Linked DNA regions of Mus musculus: regions 2 and 3 are each linked to region 1. Evidence: chromatin contacts called from public ChIA-PET and promoter capture Hi-C data. All regions are on one chromosome and are shown on one strand. The core of a region is the stretch at or near the end of the contact, and the rest is flanking DNA. Distances in the headings are between cores, read along the strand shown. Region 1 holds the start of Ccno (cyclin O). Region 2 overlaps Slc38a9 (solute carrier family 38, member 9). Region 3 overlaps Slc38a9 (solute carrier family 38, member 9).

Region 1 (5,071 bases), core at 996-3,495:
TCTGGGGCAGGCTGCACCTCTCCCAGATCTGGGGAGGCAGAATGCGAGGCAGGGAGCTGCTATTGATGGACACTAGCGTCTGCAGCTTGCCCAGACAGTCTTGCAGTGTGGCCTCTGGGTGCTCTCCCAGGCGCAGGTCCATCTCGTGCTGGTGCTGCAGCAATCCGTCAGCCAGCGCCAGGCAGCAGATAGCCATCAGGGACGGCGTGTAGGTAGTGAACGCGTAATCCGTTAGGCTCAGCTCCGCCACTCCCCGGGCCAGGGTTTGAGCCTCTAGAGCTTCGGTGACCTCAGCCTGGCCGGCTTCCATGCGCCACTGAGTGAAGTGCTCCAGGAAGAAGTTGATGGTGGGCGCGCCCAGGCTGAAGTGGAGCTTATGCAGCACGATGCACTCCAGGTTGCACAGCTGCTGCCGGGAGAACGCACCGCCGCACAGGGCCAGGAGCTGTTTCAAGCGAGGTGGGTGCACCTCTACCTGCAACACAGAGTGTGCTCCAGTTCCGGACTGGTGGGTACCTGGGACCCAAATCCATCCAGCCTAAAACCCGGGAGAAAACTGGGACTCGAACTCTATATTCCTTCCACTTCCACAATTCCGCTCCTGAAACCTCTCCCCCCACCCACAGCTGCTAGTGCACCTTCTCTATCTACAACCCAACTTTAAAATGTGTGTGTGTGTGTGTGTGTGTGAGAGAGAGAGAGAGAGAGAGAGAGAGAGAGATTGACTTTAAAAGCATCTTTTCCAGAGACAAGTACCACAAAGCTTTGGTTGGGCGGCCAGCTACAGCCTAACCTCTTTGTAGTCTGAAAGGATTGTTGCTGTGAGTGGTAAGAGAAGTTAAGGCTATGACATGGAAAGATCTTCGAGCATCTGCCCAGATAAGCCAAGCAACCCAGCCCTAAGCCATGCACGAGTTGGGGAAGGGGGGCGCTGGCTGCAAACACATCGCACTCTTTCGCCTGGTGGTACCTGCTTGCAAGCGATGAGCAGACAGGTGACCCCGAGCAGCTGGAAGCAGTCTGCAGCAACAGGGGTCGTGAGGAGAAAACGGTCCAGAGTATTCACGGTCAGACACAGCGACTCGAAAGAGAGGCCGAACTGGCGGTGGACTTGCAGGAGCCAGCTGAGCAGTTTACAGCGCGATTCGGCAGTCACCTGGCCGGGAGCGAGAGGGGGAGTGTGCTGAAGCGCGCGCCCGAACAAAACAATCCAGAGAGGCAGAGAGGCAAAGGGGAAAACGCTAAATGACTGAAAAATAGGAGGCACGTGGGGGGGAGGGGGGGAGGTACGGGCCTGCCTTAAACCAGGCGTTCCGGAACGCCTGGGAACGTTTGGGCTCGCGCCTGGTATTGTGCACAGTGCATTAGGGCACACTACCCAGTCTAACCCTCTCAGCAAGTCAAAGGGACTATAAGGGGTGGGGGGTGGGGGGTAAAGTTTTTGTTTTTTTTTTAAACAGAAGTGCAAGCAAATTTAGGAGTTCTGGATCTGACGTAGAAGCTGTCGAACTGCGTTATAATAAAACTCCTCTACCCACCCCCTATAACTTCCGATATCCACCTCTCCACCCACAACCTTTCTCCATCTAAATAGGTCAGTGGGCCAATCCTTGAAGGTCCCAATTGCTCCTACTGATGGCAGATAATGGGCTGCAATGACTAGGGCTGTGCGAAGGGCAGCCAGCAGCCATGGAGAGAGCGAGCTAGCCTGGGAGAGACAGAAGCGCGACGGCCCCGGGTCTGGCTCTTGCCAGCGCCTCACTTGTGGCTGGCGCGCCAGCGACTCCCGCGGGTGGAAAAGATTCTCCTGCGCCTTTCGGAAGTCGTAGCAGCTCTGGCCGTATTCTCGGAAGGTCTGGAGATCCAGCGCTGTCAAGGGCTGGGCAGGGTTGAGTAGGGAGCTGCAGTCCCGCGCCGCAGACACTGCGGGGCTGTCGGCGCCGTCCGAGCTGGAGCTGGGGGACTCGAAAAGGTCACAGACGCCCGAGTCTCCCGGGAGCGAACACGCGTTCAGCGGCCGCAGCGGCTTCTTTCTCCGGAGGCACGGGCGTCTGCTCTTCTTCACTGGGGCGCGGAGGTTCTGGTGGCTGTCTCGCCTCCCGGCTCCCGCGGCGGGGCTGCCCGGGCTGGCAGGGCAAGGGGTAACCATGTTACAATCGGGTAGCGCTCCTAGCGTCTACGACGCCCGGAGCGTCGGCGCGAGAGCTGCGAGGAAGATCCGGTCCCGCTGGCGGCGCAGCTCTAAGTACCCGGACTGTGCCTTCCCTCCACCACTCCCCCGGCCTCTCACTGGCTGAGCCCCGAGCCGCCCACGGGCCGCGCTTTCCCGGAGGCAGAGCCACACCCCTCGCGTGCGAGCAACGCGTGGCCCCCGCGCTGGTTGCAGGGGGAGGAGGCGTTGCAACTCCCGCCTCTCACCCGCCTTCAGCTGCAGGCTCCGCGCGTCTGTCGTCACCGTGGCAACCGCAGCCCGGGTCCTGGCGCCAGCTGCTTGAGCTCGGTGGAAGAGCGTAAAGATCACTGGCCACCTAGGGGAGCCATGGGCCGTCTGAGCGGTTCAGCCGCCCCCGGAAAAAGGGAAAGGCTGCTCCGGGGAACCTGGTCCTTGGTTAGATTGTCTGGCCTGGTGTGATCATCTTTTATGCCAACCCTCATCCAGGTGGGTCCGCCTCTGAGCTCCGGACCAAGATCAGGCTAGGTTTTCTTCAGTGACCCATAAAAGGACTTGATTTGCGACTATTTTATTTCATTCCGCTGGCCCAGGGAAGGAGAACTTTGGCGCGTCGCTAACGTCTGTTAAGTATGTGGGAGCCCGTCCTGTCAGACAGGTATTTGTGATCCAAAAACGTAGGAAGTTACTTCAAATGACCGTCGCACAAGCCCGCTGCCCTCTGGATACTTTGCCCCGCACTTTTCATCCCGAGCCAAACACGCCAAGGCTGCAGCCGTTTAGGGCCTTAATGTCACAGGTGGCATTTCTGTGGAATTGCTCACAGTGTGTTCTGCTTTGGGTCATTAGCTTTTAACCCTCTACCTTTCTAGGTTATTCTTTGTGCCCAGGGTAGGATGGAGGGAAATCAAAGGAATGCAGAGTTGGGGGAGGGGGAGGCGCGGGGACAAGAGAGAAAGGTAGAATGTGACACCTTCTCCATTCTCAACCCGTGTACTCCAAACTCCGGTCCTGATCTAAAAGAGACGTTAAGGCGCTGTGAGTTCTGCACACGCGGCCGTCCTCACTGATTCCAAAGACAGCTGGAAATTGTTGGAGTCCACGTGCAAATCCTCCCCCTAGAAACTTGCCAGAGAAGCAGGTGAGGGGAAAGGGCTGGATTTCAGCTTCTCGCCTCCGTTTCTATTCTCTGTGATTCTGAAGGCGCTTTAAATTGCAGCACTTGTGTGACGCGGGGTTGCTGAGAATCACCTGAGAGGAGTTTTCTACATGCAAGTGCCTGGCTTTCTGTCTCCTCTCAGGCTGTTGATGGGTAACATTACGGGGAGATCAACCGAATCCACAGCAAGGGGGCCACATAGCAGACCTCTTCCTAGAAGAGTTTTCTGGGTGAGGAGGAAGGATCTAGGAACTCTCTGATTCTGCCTCTTGGTCCAGCGGGAAAGAGCACAAAGCACCTCATCAGTAGGATCCAGAGTGTACCTATTTAATGATCTTGTTCAGCAAGACATTATTCGGTCTCCATTTCGTCGTCTGTAAAAGGATATTACTTGCCTTGCGAGTCAAGTAACATCGATGAGAAATCTTGAAACTCCCCCCCCCCCCGTTAATTTATTTTATTTATTCACTTTACATCCCTATCGCAGCTCCTCCTCCTCTCAGTTACCGCCTCACATCGCCCCTTCCCCCTCCTTCCCTGCATTGAGAAGGGGCCGCCCTCTCCCTCTGAGTACTAACCCATCCTGACACACCAAGCCCCTGCAGGCCTGGGCACAAGCTCTCCCGCTGTGGCCAGACAAGGCAGCCACAAGCAGACAACAGTCAGGGACGGCTCCCACTCCAGTTGTTGGGAGACCCTCTTGAAGAGAAAGTCCTTTTTAAATGCAAAATAGTAGAGTCCTCTTGAACCTGATCCAGGGGGGTCAAGAATGTTGTTCTGCTGGGGGAAACTGAAGACTGATCAGGCCATCTGTGTGTGGTAAGGCTCTCCATGCTGAACAGACTTTTTTCCCCCAAGGCCTGTACTTAGAGTCAATCCCAACAGACACTGCCTGAGTCTCAGCTTGAAGGACCTATTATTCAGCTTTGGCAGAGTGCTTGCTGTGTCGCCTGCTGTGTGGAACCTGCAAGGAGCTGGTGTTCAGGTGGGATAAACAAAGAGCCATGTGCCATTCTTAAAGGACTGAAATGTGAGCCGGGCGTGATGGTGCACGCCTTTAATCCCAGCACTCGGGAGACAGAGACAGAGGCAGGTGGATTTCTGAGTTCAAGGCCAGCCTGGTCTACAGAGTGAGTTCCAGGACAGCCAGGGCTACACAGAGAAACCCTGTCTCAGAAAAGGCCAAAAAAAAAAAAAAAAAAAAAACCAAAACCAAACAAACAAAAAAGGACTGAAATGTGATGGGGGAGGGGACCAAGATATCAATTTAAATTCAAATGTCAGATAAACAACAAATGCATTTCTCATAAGGATGTCACAGAAATTGTATGAGACATATCTACAAGAGAAAAATGTTTATCTGATAATTACCTGAAACACTGTACTATATGGAACAGCAAGCTATCTTTTAAAGATTTTTTAAAAAAAGATTTATTGGGGCTGAGAGATGGCTCAACGGTTAAGAGCACTGACTGCTCTTCCGAAGGTCCTGAGTTCAAATCCCAGCAACCACATGGTGGCTCATAACCATCCATAACGAGATCTGGTGCCCACTTCTGGTGTCTGAAGACAGCTACAGTGTACTTACATATAATAAATAAATAAAATTAAAAAAAAAAAGATTTATTTATTTTATATATATGAGTGCACTGTAGCTGTCTTCAGACACACCAGAAGAGGGCATCAGATCCCATGACAGATGGTTGTGAGCCACCACGTGGTTGCTGGGACTTGAACTCAGC
Region 2 (5,071 bases), core at 940-3,439, 290 kb after region 1:
CTAATATATATATAAAAGACGAATCTTAATGAAAAAAAAAAAACTAAAAAAACGAATTTGAAGGTTTAAAAAAAAGATCTGCCTAGAATCACTGCATAGAAGTGAATACAAGCTATTAAGACATTGACAACACAATGGTGGATACATGGTTAGTATAAATCATCAGTCTTAGATGCTCAAAAACCCAAGTGGAAGATGGAGAAAACCTATTCCCAAAGTTCTCCTCTGACTTCTCACACATGCCCTGGCATGTGTGTACCCACCCATACACAATACAAATAAATGCCAAAAAGGAAGCTTAAAATGGACATCTTCCATCCAATTAAAAGCCATTATGAAAAGTGCTTGACTTGGCCATTTAATGCCCTCCGTAGAACAACAAATCAAATCAAATCAAAACAAAACCAACACACACACACCAAACCCCAAATCCCTTAGGAGACAGAGGACGTCAGGGGCAGACGGCAAGGTAACTTCTGGGCATGATATGATTGTGCACTCTGAATGCACAGCAGTTGTGACTAACTTCCTAAGGCTGGATGGTCAAGACACTTCCAACAGGCAACCCCTGATGGGGAGGGAGAGACAGTGTGGCTGTCCAGTGGTGCAGACACTGCTGAAGCGTGGGTGCGTGAGCAGACAAGCTCTCACCCATGTTCCTGGAAATGATGTGAGCAACCCCAGTGAAACTCACTGGGGGACAAAAAGAAAGGCATCAAAGTAGGAGGAGTCTAGCAGGGAGGAGGAAAGGGGAAAAGGGGAGCAGAACAGGAAGTGCATATGATTGAACAGGAAGTGCATATGATTGAACAGGAAGTGCATATGATCGAACAGGAAGTGCATATGATCGAACAGGAAGTGCATATGATCGAACAGGAAGTGCATATGATTGAACAGGAAGTGCATATGATCGAACAGGAAGTGCATATGATTAAACAGGAAGTGCATATGATTGAACAGGAAGTGCATATGATTGAACAGGAAGTGCATATGAATGAACAGGAAGTGCATATGATTGAAATACATTATGAAAATGTCAGAATGAAACCCATTATCTATGTAAAAAATTCATGTTTATACACACAACATTTGAGCATAGAAAAGCCTAATCAAGTGCATTATCCAGGATTTATAATACTTTACATAAAAAAATGTGAGGCTAGAACTAAAATATTACAATGATATTTGAGAGTAACTGTGTTAAAGGCTAGACCAATACTTACTAAAAATAAACTTTCCAGTATTAAAAAGAAAATTAGACATAAGCACCCAATAAACTATCATTGCTCCAATGAGCGACACCAAGGAGAAAAGGAGACTTGACCATTGCCCAAAGGAGCCAAAATAATGTTTGCAGACATCTGGATATTCCCAGGTACTCGTGTCCGATGTACCTAGATAAAAATGAAAGAGAAAGAATGAGACTAGGTACTGTTATACACTCCACATTCATAATTTGATTTCCCCCAATTAACTCAAAATATTTAGCAAAATAGTGTGGCTACTTTACCAACAAATACAAGAACACATTATGGAAAAAAATAGCAATAAAATATTATACAATAAAATAGAAATCTGTTCAGTGAAATAGCATAATCAGAGAAACAACTAGGATCCTAACTTTTTATAACGAATTAGAGCATGTGATAACCAAGAGTGGGAAAACTAATTAGAAGGAAATCGAACACACACTCTCTTTTTAGTTGTAAGGAGACGGTGTCTTGCTACACAGCCCACGCTAACTCCAAACTCACAGCAATCCTCAACCTCCCAGGTTTCTGGGATTGCAGGCGTACATCACCCCGTCAGTTCATTTAAAACTCTACGTAACAGTTAAGCACTGTTTGACATGAGTGAAAGCTGCCTTGAGTCATATTTTATGCTATAAGCCAATTTAAATGTTAGATAACTAAGTTAAGAATTTAAAAGTAAAGCATGGAAACGCACACCTGTAATTCTAGACTTCAGGATGCTGAGGCAGAAACAGGAAAACTCCAGGCCAGCCTGGGCTACACAGTGAGTTTCTGAACAGCATGAAAAACATAAACAGAGCAAGACAAAAACAACAGCACAAGATTAACACATTACAGTCACAGCATTGAAGTCTCAGATGAAAGGCTAGCCTGTCTCTGAACTGAGGAAACGGTAACAGGGAAACAGAAAGTCTCACAGAAGCCATTCAGACAGAGTGAGAAAGGAAGCCACAGGAACTTGTAGACAGGAAACTAACAGCAACGTCATAGAGGGTACTGAGAACAACTATAAAGGCACTCATAAACTATAAAGACTCACGGACAACTGGGAAGAGAGGACGAACAAACAATACACTTAAAGAAAGCCATACCACTTTGCAAGCAGAGGCAAGCGGATTTCTGAGTTCGAGGCCAGCCTGGTCTACAGAGTGAGTTCCAGGACATCCAGGGCTATACAGAGAAACCCTGCCAAAAAGAAAAAAAAAAAAAAAGAAAAGAAAACAGAACAGAACAAAACTGGAAACACAAAATAACATGCTTCAAAGCAGCCTATCATTCATGTATAGCTGGAACCACTGGAAATTACTACAACTCTTAGAAATAAATTTAAATTTAGTGGTTGTCCTTCCCTCCTTCCTTCCTCCCTCCCTCCCTCCCTCCATTCCTTCCGAACTGGTGATTGAACCCAAATGGCTTTGCACATGCTAAGTATGTGCTCTGCCACTTGGCCATATCTCCAGCCCATGACTTTTCCCCCTTTGGGGTCAAAATTTAAATGAAGCAATCCAAAAGAATACATAAAATATGCATACATTATTTTAGAAGGGTATCTCTTAGGATAGTAAACAACAGACCAGGGTGTAATCATGCAGCAGTCCACAACTGTTAATCAATACAACAGAGCCACAAGGTATAATGCACAGTCATTCAACAAACCAAACAACAAACAAAGGTAATAATGGTGACTGCACCCATAAAGTTCACTTAAAAAAAAAGTGATGAAGTGGGAGCCAAGACTGTAAGAAAACATACTAAATGATAAAAGAACACAAAGACATTTGTATAAGAAAGAACAAAAATATTTAAGAATTTATGATAAAAAGAATACAAAGACATTTACATAAGAACATACACAAAAATACTTATATTTCTATGGTTGGATTATTGCGATAGCAATTTCTTTGTTTCAATATCTCAGTAAGGAATAAGAACACAAAGAGGTCTAAGACAAGGTTATTTTAACTGCCCTCAAATTATAGTTACTTTATGACTCATCTTGTTTCCCAGGGGTGGGGGTGGAGAGAAATGAGGGATATAATGTGTCTGTCTGTGTGTATTATATGGTAGTATATACGTAGGAGCAGTAAAGTACTGACCTAGCCCCCAAATCTTGTCCAATATATGTGTTTTTATGGTTCTACTCCAATAGCATTCTTATAAACATTGGGGTGTCTAGAATAAAAATAAACCACCTCAAAGATAGGATAAAAACACTTTTAGCCTATAAATGTCCAATCATGCTGGACTCTGAAGAATACAGATAACAAGCTTATCTATAGATACAGCACAGGAACTTTTCTTCATGAATGACGGATGAGAGCCATCTCGTTGATTAGCAGTTGTATCGTTAATGTCCGGGTGGAGAGTTTCACCGTAACTGCTATACACGGTAGTCATGGATTTGTTTTCTCTGCAGGTTACCTAAAGCACGGACTCCACCTTGGAGGGATGTGGCTCCTACAAATGTCCTCTTGATTACCTTACCAGGATGATTTCTGGTAATGACCTGCGATTTTGTGATATACTTCTTTTAAAGATGCTATATCGTCTGCATTGATCAGGAAAAATCTCAATTGCTAGTTTATATGTGCAATCTCCTACATCTTTTCTAATATCTTTTTTTTTATTTTTTGAGTTTTTCAAGACAGGGTTTCTCTGTATAGCTCTGGCTGTCCTGGAACTCACTCTGTAGACCAGGCTGGCCTTGAACTCAGAAATCCGCCTGTGCTGGGATTAAAGGCCCGGCTCTTTTCTAATATCTTTATGGATTTATTTTTTCATATTTTAGTTAGAATGCCATCTGGAGTATATTTTTGTATAAGGTATCATACAGAGTTCCCCCCCACACACACACACACAGAGTCACACACACACAGACACACAGAGAGACACACACACAGACACTCTCACACACACACACAGACACAGACACTCACACACACACAAAGACACACACACACAGACACTCACACACACACAGACACACACACACAGACACACACACACACACATACACAGAGTCACACACACACAGGCACACAGACACACACACAGAGAGACACACACACACAGACACTTTCACACACACACACACACACACACACACAGAGCAGATACTCAGTTTAACAGACATCAAATATGACATTAAACTCATAAACCTGAGATTCATGTTTCCTTTTCCAGTCTAATTTTATAAAGATTAAACATTTTTATTCCATGTGTATGGATGTTTTGCCTGAATTTCTCTACCATGTAGTCCCTGAGGTCAGATCAAGGCATTTGATCTCCAAGAACTAGAGGTCAGAGAGCTACGAGATGTAGGTGCCAGGAACCAAACCTGGGTCCTCTAGAAGAGCAGTAAGAGCTTTTAAGCAGCAGCCGCCTGTCTATCCCGTCCGTCCTCTCTGGTATTCCTGTCTCTAAGGCAGTCGTCCTCTGCTTTATTACGGTTGCTCCATAGTATGTCTCAGTACCTGGTCGGTCTCATTCTTCCACACCACTTCTTTTTCCTCCTTAATTTCCCTGGCTCTGTTTGAAATGGGACTGAATTTATACATGTGGCTTTTTGTGGCTTGCCATACTGAATCTTCCAAACCACATGGCATGTTTTTCTTACTTGCGCAGATTTTATTCTTTGTGTTGAGGTAGACTATTTTTTTTTTCCCATCAAATGTGTTCTCTCGCTAAATTTTATCTACGTCCTTTAGAGTTGACTGCTGTGGTGAGTGGAATAATGCTCTCTGCACTGTAGTTCTAGCTGCTGATTCTTGATTTCGTAGGCAGTTAACTTTCAGATTCTTATTAATTCTAATCGCACA
Region 3 (5,071 bases), core at 1,476-3,975, 270 kb after region 1:
TGGTGGGTGTGCATCTGTCACTGTGCATGGTGGGTGTGCATCTGTCACTGTGCATGGTGGGTGTGCATCTGTCACTGTGCATGGTGGGTGTGCATCTGTCACTGTGCATGGTGGGTGTGCATCTGTCACCTGTGCATGGTGGGTGTGCATCTGTCACCTGTGCATGGTGGGTGTGCATCTGTCACCTGTGCATGGTGGGTGTGCATCTGTCACTCTGCATGGTGGGTGTGCATCTGTCATCTGTGCATGGTGGGTGTGCATCTGTCACTGTGCATGGTGGGTGTGCATCTGTCACTGTGCATGTTGGGTGTGCATCTGTCACTGTGCATGGTGGGTGTGCATCTGTCACTGTGCATGGTGGGTGTGCATCTGTCACTGTGCATGGTGGGTGTGCATCTGTCACTGTGCATGGTGGGTGTGCATCTGTCATCTGTGCATGGTGGGTGTGCATCTGTCACTGTGCATGGTGGGTGTGCATCTGTCACTGTGCATGGTGGGTGTGCATCTGTCACTGTGCATGGTGGGTGTGTGCCATCAGCCCTTGCAGTGTAGCACTAGCAGGAAGGATATGCTTTATACTTAGGCTTGCTTTCTTCAGTTCAGTTGGGTATATAAAAAGGTTAATTGAGAATTACACTTTGAGAACACCACAAATACTCCTATTCCCTGGGGAGGAGCTTTCTGTGGGCTTAGGAATCGGGGAAATTTTCTGCAAATGCTTGGCTGCCCCAGAACTTCCACAAAGAGAACAGTTGCAGCCACCACCCAGCAGCAGCCTGTTTCCTTGGAGAACACTGTCAATGCCACTGACCTACACCTTGTAACTGTCTTAAAACACCACTGCTGATCTCCGACAGGGTTTCCTCTGGCCAGAAAATCACCCATGAAATGCTGAAATTTTCACAAGAAATTCTTGAATACTGAAAGTGTTACTATTTCTAAGTTTCATTACAACTTTTTGCTGAAGGATTTCTCTCTTCCTGGTTCTGGCTTGCACTTTTTAATATCTAAATAGTCTGTCTTTGTTTTAGTCCTTGTTACGCAGTCCCTAAACTGTCCCTTAAAGACTGATGTATTAAAACTGGTTCACCCAGGACATTTCTGCAGCTAAGCTTTAGAAAAACCAGAGACCTCAGTGGAGTCGCGGTGGAGGTTTTAGAAATCCATGTGCACAACAGAAACAGTGGTCCATTCTAAGAGAACTCTATCTATCTTTTCTTTTCTTTCCTTCCTTCCTTCCTTCCTTCCTTCCTTCCTTCCTTCCTTCCTTCCTTCTTTCTTTCTTTCTTTCTTTCTTTCTTTCTTTCTTTCTCTCTTTCTGAGAGAGAGTGGTTGTTTGAGCATTACAACTGCCGAGTATGCAGAGCCTTACTCCAAAGTTCATCTAAAAACCAAACGGAGCATGCATGTACTCTGTTACTTCAGGAAAAACAAAGTAGAACCCTGGAAGGGATAGGGAAGGAAGAGGTGATATTCAAACCCAGGCCTGCCTGGTCTTGCTCCTGGATTGTTCTTCCTGCTACATATACAACATCCCATGGGCATACACAGTGCCTTACCTGTTCAATACAATCTTTGGGTAATGGAGGCGAAGGGAATGAGGCAAAAACCAGGATACCAATATAGAGATAAGTCAATGTCACCAGCATATAAGCAATGCATAGGTCTCTCACCTGAATGTAAACACAGAATAAAATGTTCTCTCAATACAAAGAAGTCACAGCAAGTCTACTCAAGCAATGATGACAGGGAAATCCAAATTTATCCTTTTATTTTGTATGTGTTTGTATACGTTCTAATTTTCACAGAACTCAGTCAAACACACACACACACATACACACACACAAATCTGATTAAAGTACTCTGTCTAATTTTTAATTTTAATGTAGACTAAACTGAACTGCTTGTTAGAAGACTTGGGAAGCTAATACAAACTGTGGTTTTAACATGACCGAAGTTCTAATTTAATTTTAAAAGGTAACATTTGTCAAATTAAAAAAGAATAAGGATAATAAAAAGGCAACAAGAAAGTCTAAGCCACTTTTGGTTTGACCTGCACATTTTTAAAAATGCTTTTTTAGCAAGTTAGCTTTTATCATCAAAGTATGCGTAGGCCACAGGAGTGGAACATATCAAAGGATATTTAATAAAGAAGAAACACTAGTTAAAGAGTAGACAAGTGAGCACTAAGGACCAGCATTACACACTTAAATGTGAAACAAAAGGGCATTTGAAAAACAGCTGTTCAAATAGCTGTCCAAAACTATTACCGGAATCAGCAAACAAATGCAGACTGTTAAACCCAGCAGCCAGCTTTCTTCTACTGCTGCTCCCATCCTCCCAGGCGTGCAAAATAAAAAGCTCCAAGAGACTGAAGGCAGCCAGCTGCTGGATCCAAGCAGAGAGATTCCACAGCTTGCAAACTGTCTCCTCCACTTAAGTTACAGCCAAACAATTCAACACAAAAGGAATTGTGGCAACAAGCCTATTCATTTTAGATAGAAATAACTCAAAAGCTAGGGAAACAGATTAGGAAAAAACAATTCTATGTGATTTTTAAGTTTGGTGGCATGGCAAGGATATCTGACACTAGGGAACATTTTGGATTTTTCTGGATGAGTCTTAAAATGGGCTGACGCAGCAGCAGGGTTTATAAGCTTGAGATCCGTAAGTCTGGTCGAGAACAAACAACAACGTGTGAGAAGCCTCTGACAATACAGGCCAGGGACACATCAGAAAAAAGCACCTCGGCCTTCTGAGCTGGAGGCTTATGTAAATTGGCCCCAGGTCTCTCAAAGCTCTGTGAGAGCTTACTGTTCAAGAGCTGGCTTCCAAGGCCTTCCTCCTTAGTTCAAGAAGCAGCTCTAGTGCCCAGCTCAGGCGAGAATTCCCCTGCGGTTGTGTCTCACTCTTGTGTGGGATGAGCAAAACACATCAAGGAATCCTATTTTCACATCAAAAAGTAGCTGGCTTCAATGACAACATTCAAGGCATTCCAGTCTCCAGCTACTCAACTGGCTCAACCTCCTTTTAAAAAAAAAATGAAAAAAAGATTTGTTATTTTTATGTATATATGTGTTTGTGGGTGCTGGGAATTGAACTCAGGTCCTCTGAGAAGCAGTACAAGCTGAACCAGCTGTCTTAGCCCAATAAAGCCTCTTTAGGAAAAAAACCACAAACACTTGGGGATCTGGGGAGATGGCTCGGTAGTTACGGTGCCCATTACACACCATGAGGACCAGAGTTCAGACCTCCATTAATCCACACCAATGCCAACCCAAAGAGTCAAAATGATTGGCGAGGCTAGTTAGCCACATCTGTGCGCTCTGGATTTGATGGAGGGATTCTGCCTCAATAGAGTGGTAAGCGCTATCAAAAATGATTCCCAACTCCAGTCTTGGGCTCTTCCACATGCCCATGCATATGTAAAGCATGCACGCATGTACTGGGACAGACAGACAATAGACAGACCCTGGAAAGGCAAAAGCAGCTGTGCCAGGGAGAGGAGGGAGGACTTCACTGATAATCTTGATTTATATCCCACCCGAATCCCTGTAGTCTGACCTGGAAAACAAGCACCTTAGTGAAATCTGGGGAGCTGTGAAGGGTGATTCTAAGCGCTTCCCAACATAACAGTGCTCCTTCACTTCTCTCTTCTCAGGGCATGGCCACACACAGCAATTCTTGTTCTCGTTGCCACTAGCTTTCATTGTAAAAACAATCCACTTAAATGAGTTACTACTGTTACTTTTTAACTAACGTACGCGCGTGCCTGTGTCTGTGGGTCAGTGTATATGCATAGGAGCGCATGTGCCCATAGAGTCAAGGGGAGGGTCTTGGATTCTTTGGAGCTTGAGTTACAAGAAGTTGTGAACTGCCCAGTGTGGGTACTGGGAACTGAACTTGGGCTCTCCGCAAAAGTAGCGCACGCGCTTAAAGGCTGAATCATTGCTTTATTCCCGAAATAATCATATTTTTGAAAAACGTTCTCAAGTGGAAAGATATCCCTGGACATTTAAAAAAAAGAGCTAAGCTTAACAGTTCTTTAATCAACTTCTTTTCTCCAAATAGATGCATACCATTGGAGTGTAAGACCCTGGAGACGAGACTGTCTGTTTTATAATATACTTCCAGTACCTGGGGCAAGGCTGGCCGTAGCAGGAACTTGTAGGAGAAAATGCAGGCGTGAGCTTCGGCCAGCCTTCCTGGCACACTGAGCTTCTAACTAAGAAGCATAGGACGCCACGCCCCAGGAGTCAGATGGCCGAGGCCTGGGGCAGCCTGAGAGCCGAGTCCCCACTCTCTGTGTCTCCTTGAATGTGTGTCTTCCACACTGGTGGCGTGAGCATTCACTGGCCAGACTGAGGTCATGTGCTAAGGAGTGACTGTTAAGCCACGGTCGATAGATTCTATGATGGACGTGGTTGTTCACATGCAATAAAGCGGGTGCTGTTCCTTGCAACTGTTTCCAGAGTGGTTCTTCTCCATGCCCTTTACCCACCCACGGGCACTGTGGTCTTGCTGGAGATGTCCTGGTAACAGTGGCATTATAGGTAACTCAATATAGGTAAGAAGATATCTACCGGCATCTCTGCTGAGCCCCCGCAGGCCATTTCATTTGATCCCCATAAAACCTTACAACACAGCTGCAGCCAGTTCCTTTACAGATGAGGTAAACTAAGCACAGAGGCCACAAGAACTTGCTCCTGGTTATACAGTGAGTAGTTTGGTAAAAGCCAATATTCTAATCCCCAAACAAGGTCTTTCTGGTGCCAACTGTGCACTTAGCTACAGTGATGAAGAGTTTACTAGTCTCCAGGTATTGAAGCCATATTTAATAATTAACAAGAGGTAAGAAGAAACAACAAAGAATATCACAGGTAAGCATCACGAGAGATACAAGGAAAATGCCAATGCCTGTGAGGCCAGGCTGCTTCATGTGCTCAGCACACACTGGGAGCAGCTCACAAGTTGTGTGTCTGTTCTCATGAGGAAACACTGACGAGCAGAGATGATGCTTTCATTATAAACGAGCTGAGGCTCAGCGTGATTGAGGAAGCATGCTGCTCAC

What was found. Promoter capture Hi-C pulls out the DNA fragments that hold promoters and counts their contacts. ChIA-PET counts read pairs in DNA pulled down with a chosen protein or histone mark.
Region 2: a contact with region 1 is called in an RNA polymerase II ChIA-PET map of memory CD8 T cells, with 6 read pairs. The contact joins the enhancer-like site here to the promoter of Ccno in region 1. A contact is called at or near these places in 12 of 39 promoter capture datasets (3T3-L1-derived adipocytes, the C10 cell line, the HPC-7 cell line and 9 more), 1 of 484 Hi-C or Micro-C datasets (double positive thymocytes), 11 of 115 datasets of contacts at active chromatin or transcription factors (bone marrow-derived macrophages, embryonic basal ganglia, embryonic limb bud and 4 more) and 2 of 9 other capture datasets (adipose tissue and liver).
Region 3: a promoter capture Hi-C map of hippocampal neurons shows a contact between it and region 1, with 2.3 times the contacts expected there. The contact joins the enhancer-like site here to the promoter of Ccno in region 1. A contact is called at or near these places in 5 of 39 promoter capture datasets (the C10 cell line, the HPC-7 cell line, embryonic stem cells and 1 more), 3 of 115 datasets of contacts at active chromatin or transcription factors (all in embryonic stem cells) and 1 of 9 other capture datasets (embryonic stem cells).

Annotation. Positions count from the first base shown.
Region 1 is chr13:112,984,976-112,990,046 of GRCm38.p6, reverse strand. Ccno (cyclin O) reads right to left here and starts at 2,245. Exons shown (of 3, transcript NM_001081062.1): 1 at 1,763-2,245; 2 at 971-1,156; 3 at 1-475. The coding sequence starts at 2,149.
Region 2 is chr13:112,691,564-112,696,634 of GRCm38.p6, reverse strand. It overlaps Slc38a9 (solute carrier family 38, member 9), which reads right to left. Exons shown (of 15, transcript NM_178746.4): 7 at 1,224-1,394. Among named protein-coding and RNA genes, the nearest start is that of Gm52034, 21 kb to the right of the region's middle. Within about 2 kb of position 2,189, at least 23 of the 459 cell types and tissues checked have an H3K27ac peak or open chromatin away from gene starts, as enhancers often do. A contact at or near this core is called in bone marrow-derived macrophages and memory CD8 T cells, where this site is marked.
Region 3 is chr13:112,719,800-112,724,870 of GRCm38.p6, reverse strand. Slc38a9 (solute carrier family 38, member 9) reads right to left here. Exons shown (of 15, transcript NM_178746.4): 12 at 1,560-1,673. Among named protein-coding and RNA genes, the nearest start is that of Gm41067, 46 kb to the left of the region's middle. Within about 2 kb of position 2,725, at least 60 of the 459 cell types and tissues checked have an H3K27ac peak or open chromatin away from gene starts, as enhancers often do. A contact at or near this core is called in hippocampal neurons, where this site is marked.